Linked DNA regions of Mus musculus: all the other regions are linked to region 3. The links are chromatin contacts, called in public promoter capture Hi-C maps. All regions are on one chromosome and are shown on one strand. Each heading gives the region's core, a stretch centred on a gene start, on an enhancer-like site or on the middle of the called end of the contact. The rest is flanking DNA. Distances are from core to core; before and after follow the strand shown. Region 1 holds the start of Apobr (apolipoprotein B receptor). Region 2 holds the start of Spns1 (spinster homolog 1). Region 3 holds the start of Zfp553 (zinc finger protein 553).

The links. Promoter capture Hi-C pulls out the DNA fragments that hold promoters and counts their contacts. Capture Hi-C pulls out chosen DNA fragments and counts their contacts.
Region 1: a contact with region 3 is called in a promoter capture Hi-C map of pancreatic islet, with 61 times the contacts expected there. The contact joins the promoter of Apobr here to the promoter of Zfp553 in region 3. A contact is called at or near these places in 4 of 39 promoter capture datasets (cranial neural crest, hippocampal neurons, liver and 1 more), 1 of 115 datasets of contacts at active chromatin or transcription factors (neural tube) and 3 of 9 other capture datasets (adipose tissue, liver and pancreatic islet).
Region 2: a promoter capture Hi-C map of pre-B cells shows a contact between it and region 3, with 2.9 times the contacts expected there. The contact joins the promoter of Spns1 here to the promoter of Zfp553 in region 3. A contact is called at or near these places in 2 of 39 promoter capture datasets (cranial neural crest and pre-B cells).

What each region holds. Positions count from the first base shown.
Region 1 is chr7:126,583,564-126,588,004 of GRCm38.p6, forward strand. It overlaps Apobr (apolipoprotein B receptor), which reads left to right and starts at 1,445. Exons shown (of 4, transcript NM_138310.1): 1 at 1,445-1,505; 2 at 1,813-4,248; 3 at 4,334-4,441. The coding sequence starts at 1,449. Cln3 (ceroid lipofuscinosis, neuronal 3, juvenile (Batten, Spielmeyer-Vogt disease)) reads right to left here and starts at 2,254. Exons shown (of 18, transcript NM_001146311.2): 1 at 1,732-2,254; 2 at 611-717.
Region 2 is chr7:126,376,392-126,380,718 of GRCm38.p6, forward strand. It overlaps Spns1 (spinster homolog 1), which reads right to left and starts at 1,543. Exons shown (of 12, transcript NM_023712.3): 1 at 446-1,543; 2 at 283-348. The coding sequence starts at 686.
Region 3 is chr7:127,230,259-127,234,696 of GRCm38.p6, forward strand. Zfp553 (zinc finger protein 553) reads left to right here and starts at 2,803. Exons shown (of 2, transcript NM_146201.2): 1 at 2,803-3,228. Gm4532 (predicted gene 4532) reads right to left here and starts at 2,872. Exons shown (of 1, transcript NR_030674.1): 1 at 2,160-2,872. It also overlaps a transcript of Septin1 not described here.

The DNA of each region.
Region 1 (4,441 bases), core at 195-2,694, 650 kb before region 3:
ATCTGCCAGTACTAGTCATGGCGCGGAAGGCTTCAGCTTCTTTCCTGCAGCTCTTACTTGCCTGAAACAATTATGGCTACTTTGCTGCGGATGTCCCACTACCCCACCCAACGTCCCAAGGACAAGTTCTGCTTGAGCGCAAAGGCGACCAGCCTCAAGTGTTATCTGTTGTCCTTACAGACCTATTGTAAAGACCTATAATAAGCATCTGGGAAGTAGCTGAGAGTAGATCGATTAAAAATAAACACCCACAAAACAGCATTCTATGAATTATCTGTGGCAATATTCACGATGTTACGGTTAAATCCCCTTTGCCTTACTATCCTAGAACAACAAATACCACGAAAGTTGTCCAACCCCTGGTTTTACAAGAGAAAACCAAGGTCCCTCCGCCCCACTGTGCAACAGAGGCTAGACTTTTAGCTGACTTCAGAGACTCAGCAGTAAGAAATAGAGCAAAGGTGCTAAGTTCACTGAGAAAGCTGCTATGGGTGTTTTTCCTGGTCTGTGATGTCAGCCGTTTGTCCTAATTGGAAGTTAGGAGAATGAGGCTGAGAGGATAGTTGGAATGTGTCACCTCACAGTTCCAAATAAGGAGTCCTTCCCTTACCTTCCACTCGATGGCAGGGCAGCATCTTGACCATTCTTCATCAAGCCTATTCCTCTGCTATGGATTCCAGCAGCCTCTGCCCACTTCTCCCGGGTCTTTTCAACCACCTGTCATTAAGATTTGCCGTTTGAAATATGCCCTCCTGTGGTGTTCTTCCTAGATCACTCAAACAGTGAGAAAAAGGATCCTCCTACCCAAACGAGTCTCTAGAAATTCTGCAGCCTCTGTCCTTAAGGAACTCACAGTAAGCTGTGAGGACACATGACCACAGTACAAGAATAACCATAGGTGAGGGTGTGGGCATTGAGCACCAATCCAGACCTTTCATCCCCAGAAAAATCTTAATGGCGTTGAAAATGGGAACCCAGAACTTCCAGTGGCCTTATCCTCACTTCTACAGCTTCTCCCCCAAATAAATCAGGAACCACAAACCCTAGCTTCCTCTCACTGAAGGCTGTGGCTTGGAGGAGGCGGAAATGGCTGAGGTGCGAATACAAGACCTGAGTCACTCAGGCTGCACTTGCCGAATGCCCCCTCCCCCATACCCAATTCTGAGGTCTCCTGTTTCCACTTTTTTTTTCCCTTTCCCCTTTCTGGCCCGATCCTCTGCCCTTTAGTTCCAGATGTGCACCCGAGTCTGAGTCACCTGGACACTGTTAAGCCATCCCCCTGCCTGTCATGAAGTCATCCATGAGCAGGGGGGAGGTGCACAGGGCCTGGGGTGGAGATTTGTCAGGGAGAGTCAGGGGAAGAGGAAGTGTCTTGGGTGCTGGGGAGGACTTCGTGGGTGGGGACGGATGGTCATTGTGAGCTTTCTGGACACACAGAGACCTGCAGGATGGATTTTCTCCGGCTTCGTCTCCCTGGGCTACATCAGGCTTTGAGGGGAGCACTGGTGAGAGGGGCAGAGAGATACCCGAAACTTCCACCATTCCTCGTAGTCTCACCTTTCCTCTCCCTTACAGCCTCTCCTGAAGCCTGAGCTCCCTTTCCTACAGTCAGCCAGACTCCTAGCCCAGTCCTTCCTGGGTTTCAATCTCCTGCCTCTACAAGTGTACCCACTTATTCAAGCTAGGCCTTGTCGGGGTCCCTTAGCAGACGTCCAGATCCCTGATTCTTACCTGGGCTTTGTTAACAGTGTACTCCTGGGGAAGTGGTTAGACCTCCCCTGAGTGCCTTCACTCTTCTTTCTTCTCTTCTAGGACTCCTTCAGTGCGTTTGTGTCCTACCTCGTAGGAGACACAGTCCCCACAGTAGAGAGGCAGACACAGGCAGCTGAGGAACTGGGAGAGGTGACTGAGGGGAAGGTTGTAGGAGAGGAAGCCCAGGAGGTACTGGAGGGACTTAGAAGTGGCCAGAGTGAGGGGGTAGAAGCACCCGAAGAGACTAGAAGATGCCAAGAAGGAAGTTTAGCTGGTGAACAGACCTGGGGGTGGAGAGCAGATAGCTCTGCAAGGCCCCAAGCAGAAAGGCAGGACACTGGGTCCTGGAAGGCAGCTGAGGATGCCAGGGGCCAGGAGCCAAGTGTCCCACTGAAGCCTGAGGCAGAGCCTGGGACTCACAGAGACAGGAGCAGTAATACAGCCCAGGAGATCTGGGAGCACGGTGAAGAGGAAGCAAGCAGTGGGGAGCCTCTGAGAACCTGTGAACAGAAGGAAGAAGAGGAGGAGGTGGTCAGAGCAGCAGAGTCAGGGATGGCCGAGGGGGTGGAGTCACAGCCAACCTGGCACAGCGAGCCTGGGGGGAATGCTGGCACTGAGGGGCAGCATGTGACAGAGGACAGCAAAGAGATAGACTGGGTGGCCAAAGACATGGTTGCAGAAATCGAATGGTTTGGTGCCAAAGGGATTGACAAGGAAGAGGAGAGGATGGTCCCAATGAGGGATGGTGAAAGGGCAAGGGCACAGGGGACACAATGCCCCGGGGCCGAGTCTGAGGACCAGGCCATGTTGAGTAGAGAGGCCTGGACAGTCTCAGACAGGGAGGGGGCTGATAGCCTAGGAGTTCAGGGAACAGAATACGGGTCAGACCCAGGAGACAACTTCCCAGGAACTACTGGGAGAGTCTGGGTCCTAGAAGAGGCTGACAAGGGAGACCAGCAGGATGAGGTCGACGAGAAGAGAGAGGCTGAAGTTAGGTTTCCGATCCAGACCCTGGAGGCTGAGAGAACTGGAGAGATGACTGAAGGCCACATAGCTGAAGAGGAGGCTATGGGAGAACAGGAAACAGAGGGCAGCTTTGAGGATGAGGAGAGGCAAGACTTAGCCATCAGGGATAATGGAGTGAGTCTAGAAGAAGAGGTACGGGCAGAAGAATCCTCCAGGGAGAAAAGGAACTCCTGGGCCACAGAGCCTACGCTAGTCCTAGACACGGAGGCTAAAGATGAACCTGACTGGGAAGACTCTCCAGAAGTCAGCACTGAGGAGTTGTTTGTGGGAGAGAGGAGTGAAGCCGCCCAGATGACACCAGAGGTATTGAGAGTAAAGGTCACTGAAGGACAGGACCCTGAGCTGGTGAGACATTCCCAGGCTTTAACTAAACAACTTGAGGAAGGACAGAAGGGTCAGGAAGAGACTAGTGGAGCTCCAGACCTGAGCCCAGAGCGGGTGCTAAGCTTGAAGGAATATCCTGGGCCTGTGGGGTTTGCAGGCCCTGAGCTAGAAGCCTGGGGAAACTGGAGTAGGGGTGTGGACCGCAGAAATAGCCAGGAGGTAAAAGCAGATGCTGAAGCAGGCAAGGAACAGACTGCAACCGAGCAGGCAGTGGAGATCCGGGCTGAAGGAGGCCAGGAGGCCCAACAGCCAGAGGTCTTCGGGTCAGGAGGAGAGGAGGCACTGACCTCCGTAGCACTTAACCCGGAGCTGGAGGGAAGCCAAGGAGCAGAGGCGGGGACAGAAGAGTCAGTGGAGGAATCCAAGCCCACAGAAAACGAGGCTGCTGAGGAGGAGGCTGTAGTGCCTTGGGAGGCAGATGGAACTTGCAGGAAGAGGAGGCTGGAGGAGGTGACTCTGAGCCTGCAAGACAGTGAGGACACAGAGACCAGTTATTTGGCTGAGGAGATTATTGTGGGTATCAGGGCCGTGGATACCGAGGAAGGGCCAAAATGGGAAGCTGGGTTGGCTCCAGAAACAGAGCTTGGGAAAGCCTGGTGTTCCGAGGGCAGAGGGGAGGCTGGGAGAGGCACGGAGCTGGAGGAGACTACAGAGAAGCAAAGTGGACAGGAAGTTGGCTTGGTGGGCTCAGCAGAGAAGGTGTCTGGCTATGATATCCAAGAAATTGATGGGACTGAAGAGGGGGAGCAGGCAGAGATGGAGACATCTGTAATGGCAGAAGACATAAGGGGGACGGATGGTGTGACTTTAGGCTCCCAGGCAGAGAGAGCAGAGGGGTCCATAACCCCCATGGAGACTGAGGGGCTCCTAAGAGATCAGATGCTGTTGGAAGAAGAGGCTGGGGGAGGGCAGTCGCGAGAGCAGAAGGTCCACAACTCAGAGGGCGAGATCCAAACGCTGGACGACTCTTCAGACCAGGAGGGGCAGCAGACACACCAAATCCCCACAGTAGCTGTGCCTGGGCCCTTGGAATCGGCTGAGGCCACGGCAGGTGCCCCAGGGGATGTTCACAGCAACTGGAATGAGGTGAGGGCTTCAGCAGGGCCCCGAGAGGGACAGGCAGAATCTGGAAGTCAGTTCTCCACAGTCCTCTATGTCCCTTATCCTGCAGGCCCTGCTCCCTGGGTCCCGCCTGGATGTCTCTGTCCCTCGGAGTCGTGTGCTCCTCTCTCGAAGCTCCTCACGGCGGCGCTCGAGGCCCTCTTTCCATCGAATCTCT
Region 2 (4,327 bases), core at 293-2,792, 860 kb before region 3:
CCTCACACCAGTCTAAAGAACTAGCCCATTTTATTACTAGCTTCATTCTACAGACCAGAAAAATGAGGCTTAAAGTGGATGAGTGTGTTGCCTACCGACTCATAATAACTAGCTGGCTCCCTCTGTGCGATGTCCCAGCTCAAGTGGACAGCCCAAGAGCAGCCACGGCCATTGCCTCCAAGAGCCCTGGCCACTAAAGCTTCACTAGGCAAACCTGCATGTATGTAGGCCTACTTGAGGCAATTAAGAACGAGGGGTTGTGTGGGCAGTAGCCTCACTCACCAGTCTGGATGAGGCCAGTACTACCATCTCCGATGTTAAAGAACTGCTCGATGTCTGTAAGAACCCCTGGAAAGAAAAAACAAAGAATGAGCGCCAAGAGGCGACCCTATCCTGGGGAACTTCTCCCTTGCCTATATCCCTTCTTCGGAGCATCAGTGCGTACCTGCCACGGTGAAGCGGTCCATGTAGTTCAGGAGGTTAATGTAGCACAGAACCACCACTATGAGGGTCGAATGGCCCCGAGATAAGCCAGTGATGCGCTGTAGCCCCTCACAGTCTGGGACCTCGAGTTCCCCGGACTTTGGATTCCCCATGGGTCCTGGCAACCCCGGATGGCCGGGCGCTGGCCCGTCATCAGGATCATCTGCTTGGCTGAGGAAGGGCGCCGTGTCGGACCCGGCCATGGTCCCTGGGGAATCGCAACCGCCCACGCTTCGGTCCTACCTCCGACGGAAGGAGGTTGGAGAGAGGACTGCGAGAAGACTTGCCCACTATCGCCTAGGAGCGTGGTCCGATGCACAGTGCACCACTGCGAAAAGCCCTGGGCTTCGTCATTCCCTCTGGTTCCGACAGAGGAGAGCACACAGGAGGTGCAGGTGACGCTGGGACAGGAGCAGGAAGACCAGGACCCAGTCCCTCTTCTCACGCTGACGCACTCCAAAGCCCGGGAAGGAGCGCGCCACACTCGCTGTTGCTCAGTCCAAGCTCAGCAACACAACTGCCGCCATGTTGCCCAAGAGCAGGTCATGTGACACCGGAGCCCTACCGGAGAAAGTCACCCGGTGCAAGGATTGAACACGTGACCTGCCACCGCCTACGGAAGCCTCCAGGGTTTCTAGGGCTCCTCCGCTATGGTAACCCGACGCTCGTTCCTACTTCCACCAGTAGCCTCCAGGGGGCCTCGCAAGCTGGTGTAATCAATCGCCTAGATGGAATACCCATTTATCCGATTTCACGAGATAGTGGATTATTTGGAAATATTACATCTCTACAGATGCTAGTGAGTTGTTTCCTCTTTTCTTCTTCAGTGACTGGCTGATGGCTTCATTGCTCAGTAATTGTTGGATGAATAGCGGCGAGCAGCTGCCTCCTTTTGTTTACCAATCATGAGCTTTCACTGTGGACATTTAGATTCCTATAGAGTCGGGCGTAGTAGCGCATACCTTTAGTCCCAGGAGAAGGCAGAAGGACGGAGATCTTTGCAATTTCAAGGACAGCCTGGTTTACATAGCGAGTTCCAGGTCAGCCAGGGCTACATACTGAGTGAGACCCTGCCTCCAAGAAAAGATGCTAGAGTTTAGGAGGAAGAGGATGTTTTGTCTATGGCCTCGAGTTTTTCTCCAACCAAGACTAGTGTCCTCGCGCCCTCTGGTGTCTCTCCTGGAGGACAGGCGGAGGCTCAGAACCAATGAACTGCAATGTACCCTGCACCAAAAAATGGCATATGGCTCTAATCCCAGCACTAAAGAGACAGAGGCAGCCGATCTCTGTGGTCGAGGCTAGCCTGGTTTACTGAGCAAGTTCCCGGGTGACCAGGGCTACACGGAGGAACCTTATCATAAACCAACAACAACAAACTCAATCTGGCTGGTGGCACATGCCTTTAATACCTTTAGTCTTGAAAACAAAACATACAAAAAAAAAATCCCACTAGGTGTGGCAGTGAATTAAACAAACCTTTTATCTCAGCACCCACGGAGCAGAGGCTTTTTTTTTTTTGGCTTGTTTTTTCATTTTTCTTTCTTTTATTTCCAAGGTTTCTCTGTATGTCTGACTGTCCTGGAATTCCCTTTTTTGACCAGTGTGGCCACCAATTCACAGGCATCCACCTGCCTTTGCCTTCAGAAGGCTGGGATTAAAGGTGTTCCATGGCGAACCGTCTCAGGTTGCTAGTTTTCCTTAATATACATACATTCTGAATGCAAAATACTATGATTCTATGAAAATACTGTTTTGTGATCCCACTTCCAGAACTGGGATGTAGTTCAGTTGATAGTAAATACTGCCAAGCATTCCTGAAACCCTGGGCTCAAGTCCCCAGTACCTCATTCACCCAGCCCGTTGCAAAAGGTAGAAGGAGGAGAATTGGAAGTTCAAAGTGGTCCTTGATACATAGCAATAGTTAACTTTAATGTGGCTTTGGGTACATAAGACCCAGTCTCGACAAAACAAAAAACAAAACAAAACAAAACAAAAAATTAAAGATTCCTCTTGGGGCTGGAGATGGCTCAGTGGTTAAGAACACTGACTGTTCTTTCAGAGGTCCTGAGTTCAAATCCCACATAGTGGCTCACAACCATTGGATCCAATGCCCTACTCTAGTGTATCTGAAGAGAGCGACAGTGTATCCATATACAGAAAATAAATCTTTTTTTTTTAATATCCCTCTCAGCACAGCAGAGGAAGAGGCAGATAAAAGTTTGAGGATTTGAAGACTGGACTGTATTGAGTCTTAAGTCAGCCTGGACTAGATAATGATGAGATACAGAGACAGAGAAAGAAAGAGAGAGAGAAAGAGAAAGTTAGAGAGAGAGAGAGATTGAGAGTTCGAAAATAGGTAAGGGCCAGCAAGGTGGCTCAGAGGATAAAATACTTGGTACCAATACTGACAATCTGAGTTCTGTCCCTATCCAAATGGCAGAAGAGGATTGCCTGCCACAAGCTGTCCTCTACCTCACACATGTGCCATGACATGCACACAAAATAAAAACGTAATAAAAGATTAAAAACGTAAAACACTGTGAGATGAAAGAAACGTGACATAATAGGTTGCCTACTGCATTACTCAATTCAAATGAAAACCTAGTGTCTGGACACACGCACCAGGCATCCCACATGCTCAGGAGGCAAGTGGGTCACTTGAACCCAGAAAACTGACTCTATCTGGGCTATCTAATGAGTCTCTATCTCAAAAAAAATTTTTTTTTTAAATCATGTTGGCATTTGAGAAAAGCTGAGTCCGTGGCAGATGGATTGAAGGTTAGGAGGGGAGCAGTGAGCATGAAGGGATTTACAGAGATCTGCCTGCCTCCCTCTGCCTCCAGAATGCTGGGATTAAAGGTGTCAGCCACCCCTCTCAGGTTGCTTGTTTACCTTAATGTACATACAATCTGAATACAAATTACAATAATTCTATAATTTAGAAAGTACTGCTTTTACTAGACTACAGGTGGGGCACGGGATGGAGAGGAACAGAAAGGCTCCGGTCTGAGAACAAACTGAAGTTGGAAGCTACTGGGCTATACAGATCAAAACCCCATCAAAAGGTGTGGAGTTCAGGCGTGGTGTAGATAAGGAAGACGAAGCAAATTTCAAGGTGAAGCTTGCAGGGCTACGGATGCATGGCGCTTTCGGTCCCCATCCCTAGCATCACAAAGCAAAGTATGAAGCCTGGCTGGAACATAGCTCAGTGGCAGAGCACCTGTGCAACCTGAATGAGGGCCCGGTTTTCACCCTCAGCACAAAAAGGGGACAACGGTGACACATTGTTTCTGGCTCATTCACTAAGATGGGTGACAGTGGGGTTCTCTGAGACATGAAATTTATTCCTTCAGTAGACTTTGGGAGGCAATGACCGTATATGATCATGAACCAGGAACTAGACATCATTGATAAGAACAAGACAGTGTTTGCTGGGCACTTACAAACGGATGGGAAAGCAAGAAACAGGCAATCAGGCAGAGGTGGAGGCAGCTAGAGCCTTGCTTCAGGCTAAGGTGGGACAGTAAAAACGATGTGACCAGCTCTGCAGAAGCTTTCGGGAAGAACCGACCTCTGTGTTAGAAAGTGTTGCTGCTGTGGAGCTGAAAATTGCAAAGGGACATAAGGAAAGGTAAAACAGTCCCTGTGGAGGCGCACGTCTGCAATCCCAGCGCCTGGGAGGCTGAGGCTAGCCTGGTTACACGCATGAACCACCGCCAAGTATGCTCAACAGAAATTAGCATCCCAGGCTCCTCCTCAGAGCTTCTGCACCTGGTCCTCACTTCTGCAATCACATGATCCAGTACACACACACACACACACAAACACACACACACACACACAC
Region 3 (4,438 bases), core at 1,553-4,052:
GTATAGACCAGAAGTAGACTGGTTAAAGTTAAGGGAGAAAGAAACAAGTAGGAACTCCAGCAAGGGAGGGTTCCAATGTCACAGAAGCCACAAGGGTGTGGAGACGCTGCAGGACTAAGCAGGCAGGCTCCTACATAAAGCAAGGAAACCTGCAAAATCTAGGACTAGGAAGGCATAAAGAGCGAGCAGGTAGCTCTGAGCAGAATGGAAAAGGGCGATGTCCATGTGAGCGTAGCAGGCTAGAGTCATAGCAGGCTGTGGGAGCCAGAGAGCGGAGCCCACAAGGTGGGCACAGCAGGGAGGGAAGCAACAGCTGAAGAGTCAGACTACAGACCCAACAACTGTAATTTAGAGACGGGACATTTACACAGTGTTGGGAAAACTAGACAAAAACGAACTGAGCTTGGAGCAGAGAACAGAGAAATAGGGAGAGAATCTCTTTTCCACTCCCCTCGATTGCTGGCAGTGTAGACTAAGATCTAGGATGCCACTAGTTGGCCACATTTGGACTGACTAAGGGATACTGAGGCCAAATTTGATTGCAAAAGCCAATACGTTTGGAGTCCTTCAGTTCAGATGCCAGGTAAAGAGGGGTCGGGTGTTCTGCAAGAAGCATCCCAAAGGGAGCCAGGAGGTACAAAAAGCTATTCCCATGGGTGAGGAAGAGGAAGAGGTCCTAGGCCTGAAGATCAGTGTCACCAGGATCCAGGGAAGGCTGAACTGGAAGGCACAGCTGAATGTGGGACAAGGGTTAAAACCCTGAGGAGACTGGTACCAGGGCCTTTGAGGGAACCCAAAAGGCAGAAACAGAGCTCAGAAATAAAGCCTAACCCAAAGGGATAGGGTCCAAAGCCCGGTGGGAACTTCTGCCTCCAAGAACACCAGAGATCTGGTGAAGCATTTACACCAACCAAGGGGGAGCATTTATCAAGCCATCAGTGGGCCAGGTGGGTCTGTTGCAGGTAGAACTGGTGGGTAGGGTCCCAGAGTGGCTTTAACCCCCAAAAGGGGAAAGCAGGCACCAGGATATTCATGTTAGGGCGGGTTTGTATCGAAAGTTGACCTTGGTGGCTGGGGCCAAGGAATTTGCAGAGAACACACCACACAATTGACCTATAATAATGCAATAAATGTTAAGAGATTTATTGGGGGGGCACAAAAGGCTGATTCAGAGCAGGAGAGAGAGAGAGAGAGAGAGAGAGAGAGAGAGAGAGAGAGAGAGAGAGAACGAACCATTGATGGCATGGGCTTTATAAAGGGTATGGCAGCTGGTGATGATATAGCTGCTGGGGCTGGATTGCTGAAGGCAGGTGAGGGCACACCTGGTTCTGGAATGTGGGCAGCTCCTAACACATGTCCCACCTGTGACCTCAACTACAAATAGTACCATACAGAATGTTCCAGAAAACAGCAACCACGTCCTTGTTCCAAAAAGTTACAGCCATCTTGCAAGCCTACATTTGTCTCAAAAGATCACTGTAACCACCTGTTGTTATGAACGCCTTGTAACTGTTCTGCTCTGTAACTCCACCTATTTGCCTGCCAAATCCCCAGTTTGGACCCCCCCAACCCCCTCGAGCTATAAAACCCTTATTTTTCCCTAGTTCAATACTGACCTTTGAATCCATCTTAGGGGCAGGCATCTCGTGTAGAAGAGTAACAAAGCTTGCTTTAATTGGGCATGATAATTTGGGTCAGTGGTCTTTCTCCTCCCTGCTTTGGGATTAACAGGACCAACCAATTTTTTTTTTTAAGTTAGTTAGAATTTTTAAAATTTGGGGGGCACATTGCACCAGTGCATGTGGAGGTCACAGGACAACGTGCACTCTCCTTTCCACCACACAGGTTCCCTGGAGAGAACTCAGGTTGTCAAGCTTGCGGACAATCCCCTTTTCCCACTGAGGCATGCCACTGGCCCAGTTCTCCACGCCTTGTATGATTTTTTTTAAAAAAACTGACCGCACTCTAGCCGGGCGTGGTGGCGCACGCCTTTAATCCCAGCACTCGGGAGGCAGAGGCAGGTGGATTTCTGAGTTTGAGGCCAGCCTGGTCTACAAAGTGAGTTCCAGGACAGCCAGGGCTATACAGAGAAACCCGGTCTCGAAAAAACAAAACAAAAAACCCCACAAAAACTGACCGCACTCAAGGGACAGACGATGCATGGTTTAACTTTATCTCTAACTTCTGCTTTATTGACAAATCTAATATAATACAAATAACATTATGTACTGCTAAAACATAACGAATTAATAAAAACCCCGTTAGCACTCGCTTTAGTGGCAGGACGGAAGCCTCTGGGTACTCACCTCTATAAAGGAAAACCTGCCTACAACATAAGATGCCGGGGTTATGCTTCTAGGGCCTGGATCCTTTGGAACGTGACTCCAGCAAGATGGAGGCAGGGTTTATTCTTCAGTCCCTCCCTGGGCTTGGCCTTTGCAAAGCCTTTCTTTGTTTTTCTACCTTTGTCTCCGCCTGTCGTCCTTTGTTCTGTCTCCCGCCCGTTTCTCTCCAGGCTCTCCGCCTCTTAGGGCCCCTGATTCCATTAGGGTGACTTGACGGTTCTTATCTGTTTCTACATCTCTTTGTCTCTGGTACCCAGTCTCTAGGTCCTGTCCCCGAGCATCGTCTCTCGCCGACAGTGCCCCGACTCGTGACTCTCAGGCTAGAACTTGGCAGGCTCCAGCTCGACCTGCCTGCCCCGGCCCAGCCCCCACTCCGAGCTGGGCTTTGTTTCCCCCGCCTCGGCGCCCCGCCCCGCCCGCCGGCTCTCTGTTTCCCTTTGTCTGCCACTCCATTCCTGGGCTCCTTCCTGGTTGTCCCGCGCGGGCAGTCCGGCTCCGCCGTGCCAGCTGTCCATCCGAGGAGGCACGCCGCTAGCGCCGCAGGGCACGGCTAGAACTGGTCCACGCCGCCGCCGCCGCCGCCGAGCCCGCGGCTCCTCCGGGTCCTAGAGCAGCTCGCCGAGGCCCGTGCTTCCGCTTCCCGTCCCGCCCAGCGGCGCCCGGGACGTGGGCCGAGCCCCCTCCTGGCGTGGCGTGGAGCCCGTACCCGTGCGGCTGGCTGCTGGGTTCCTGTTGTACCGAGGGGAACGGGGCGGCAGGTGCCCTCGGACTCACCGGGGCCGCGTCCCGGTCGTGGGCCGACGGTGCAGCGCGCTGCACAGCCCTGGGGCGCCGAGCTTCGCGGTACAGAGGACTTGAAAGCGGCTGAGAGCCATCGGTACAGGTGAGGGCGGCGGTCCGCATCGCACAGGAAGGTAATGGATGCTTGGGGACCCAGGGCCCAGGAAAGTCGGACGTGGGCGAAGGGGCAGCAAAATCCGAAGGGAAGAAGCCAACACCTACTGTGTGCCAGGCCGTGAGGGGCATCCTCCCTAACGCTCTCCCCTCCCCCTTCACTCAGCCCTACTGCAGGCCTCCAGGCTCAATTGTAATCTCTGGTGCTCTTTCTCTGCATGCGTTCTGCTGTAAATCCAGCTCTAATACTGGCTGCCTTCTCAAAACCTTCCCTGGCTTTCTTATTTTTATTAATTTAAAAGCTCTAGTGTTAAGTACAGACCTTGCGTGCTCAGAGTAGTCTCAGTATCCTTTTCCAAATAACCGCGTTCCTTTCCGTTGTTTTTGCTGCAGAGTAATGCCGGTCCTTGACTTATCTCTTGCCTCTTGTGGCAGCAGGTTTATTCCGAACCCGCAGTTACAATCATTGCTACTTTGTTTTTTCTCTCCTACACCCCATATCTGTTTATCTGTAGGGAAGTAAGTTTATACAAGATCGTAGAAGTTACCAGGATAGAGCCAATGGAGTGGAGAATTCAGATCCAGTCTGGGCAGTACAGTAAGACAGTCTCAAAAACTGGAGGAAAAAAAAGAAAAAAAAAAAACCCACAGAAATTCGATCAAAAGACCATATACTAGGTTTTCTAAATTGAAATACTGTAATATAACACAGGCTTGAGTAGATAGTTAGAAACTCGGCCCAGGGTAGGGTTTCCTCCAAGTAGGAAACACTTCTCTCAAACCCGATGGCATTCAGTGCTGGGATGATTTATGGGACCGCAGAGAGGGGCTTGGAAAGTTTTCTACTAACTTTCTTTCTTTCTTTTTTTTGGGGGGGGGGGTTCCTGTGTAGCCCTGGCTATCCTGGAACTCACTCTGTAGACTAGGCTGTCCTCGAACTCAGAAATCCCCCTGCCTCTGCCTCCCAAGTGCTGGGATTAAAGGCTTGCACCACCACACCGGGCTTCTACTAACTTTCATGTGGTGGTGGCACATGCCTTTAATCCTAGCACTCAGAAGTCAGAGGAATGATAGAGACACCTCCGTGAGTTTCAGGTCATCCTGGTCTAAAGAGTGCGCTCCAAGACAGACTCACTGCACAAAGAAACCCTGCTTTGAAAACAAAAGAAAGAAAAAAAATTGCTTTAATTCTCTTTGTT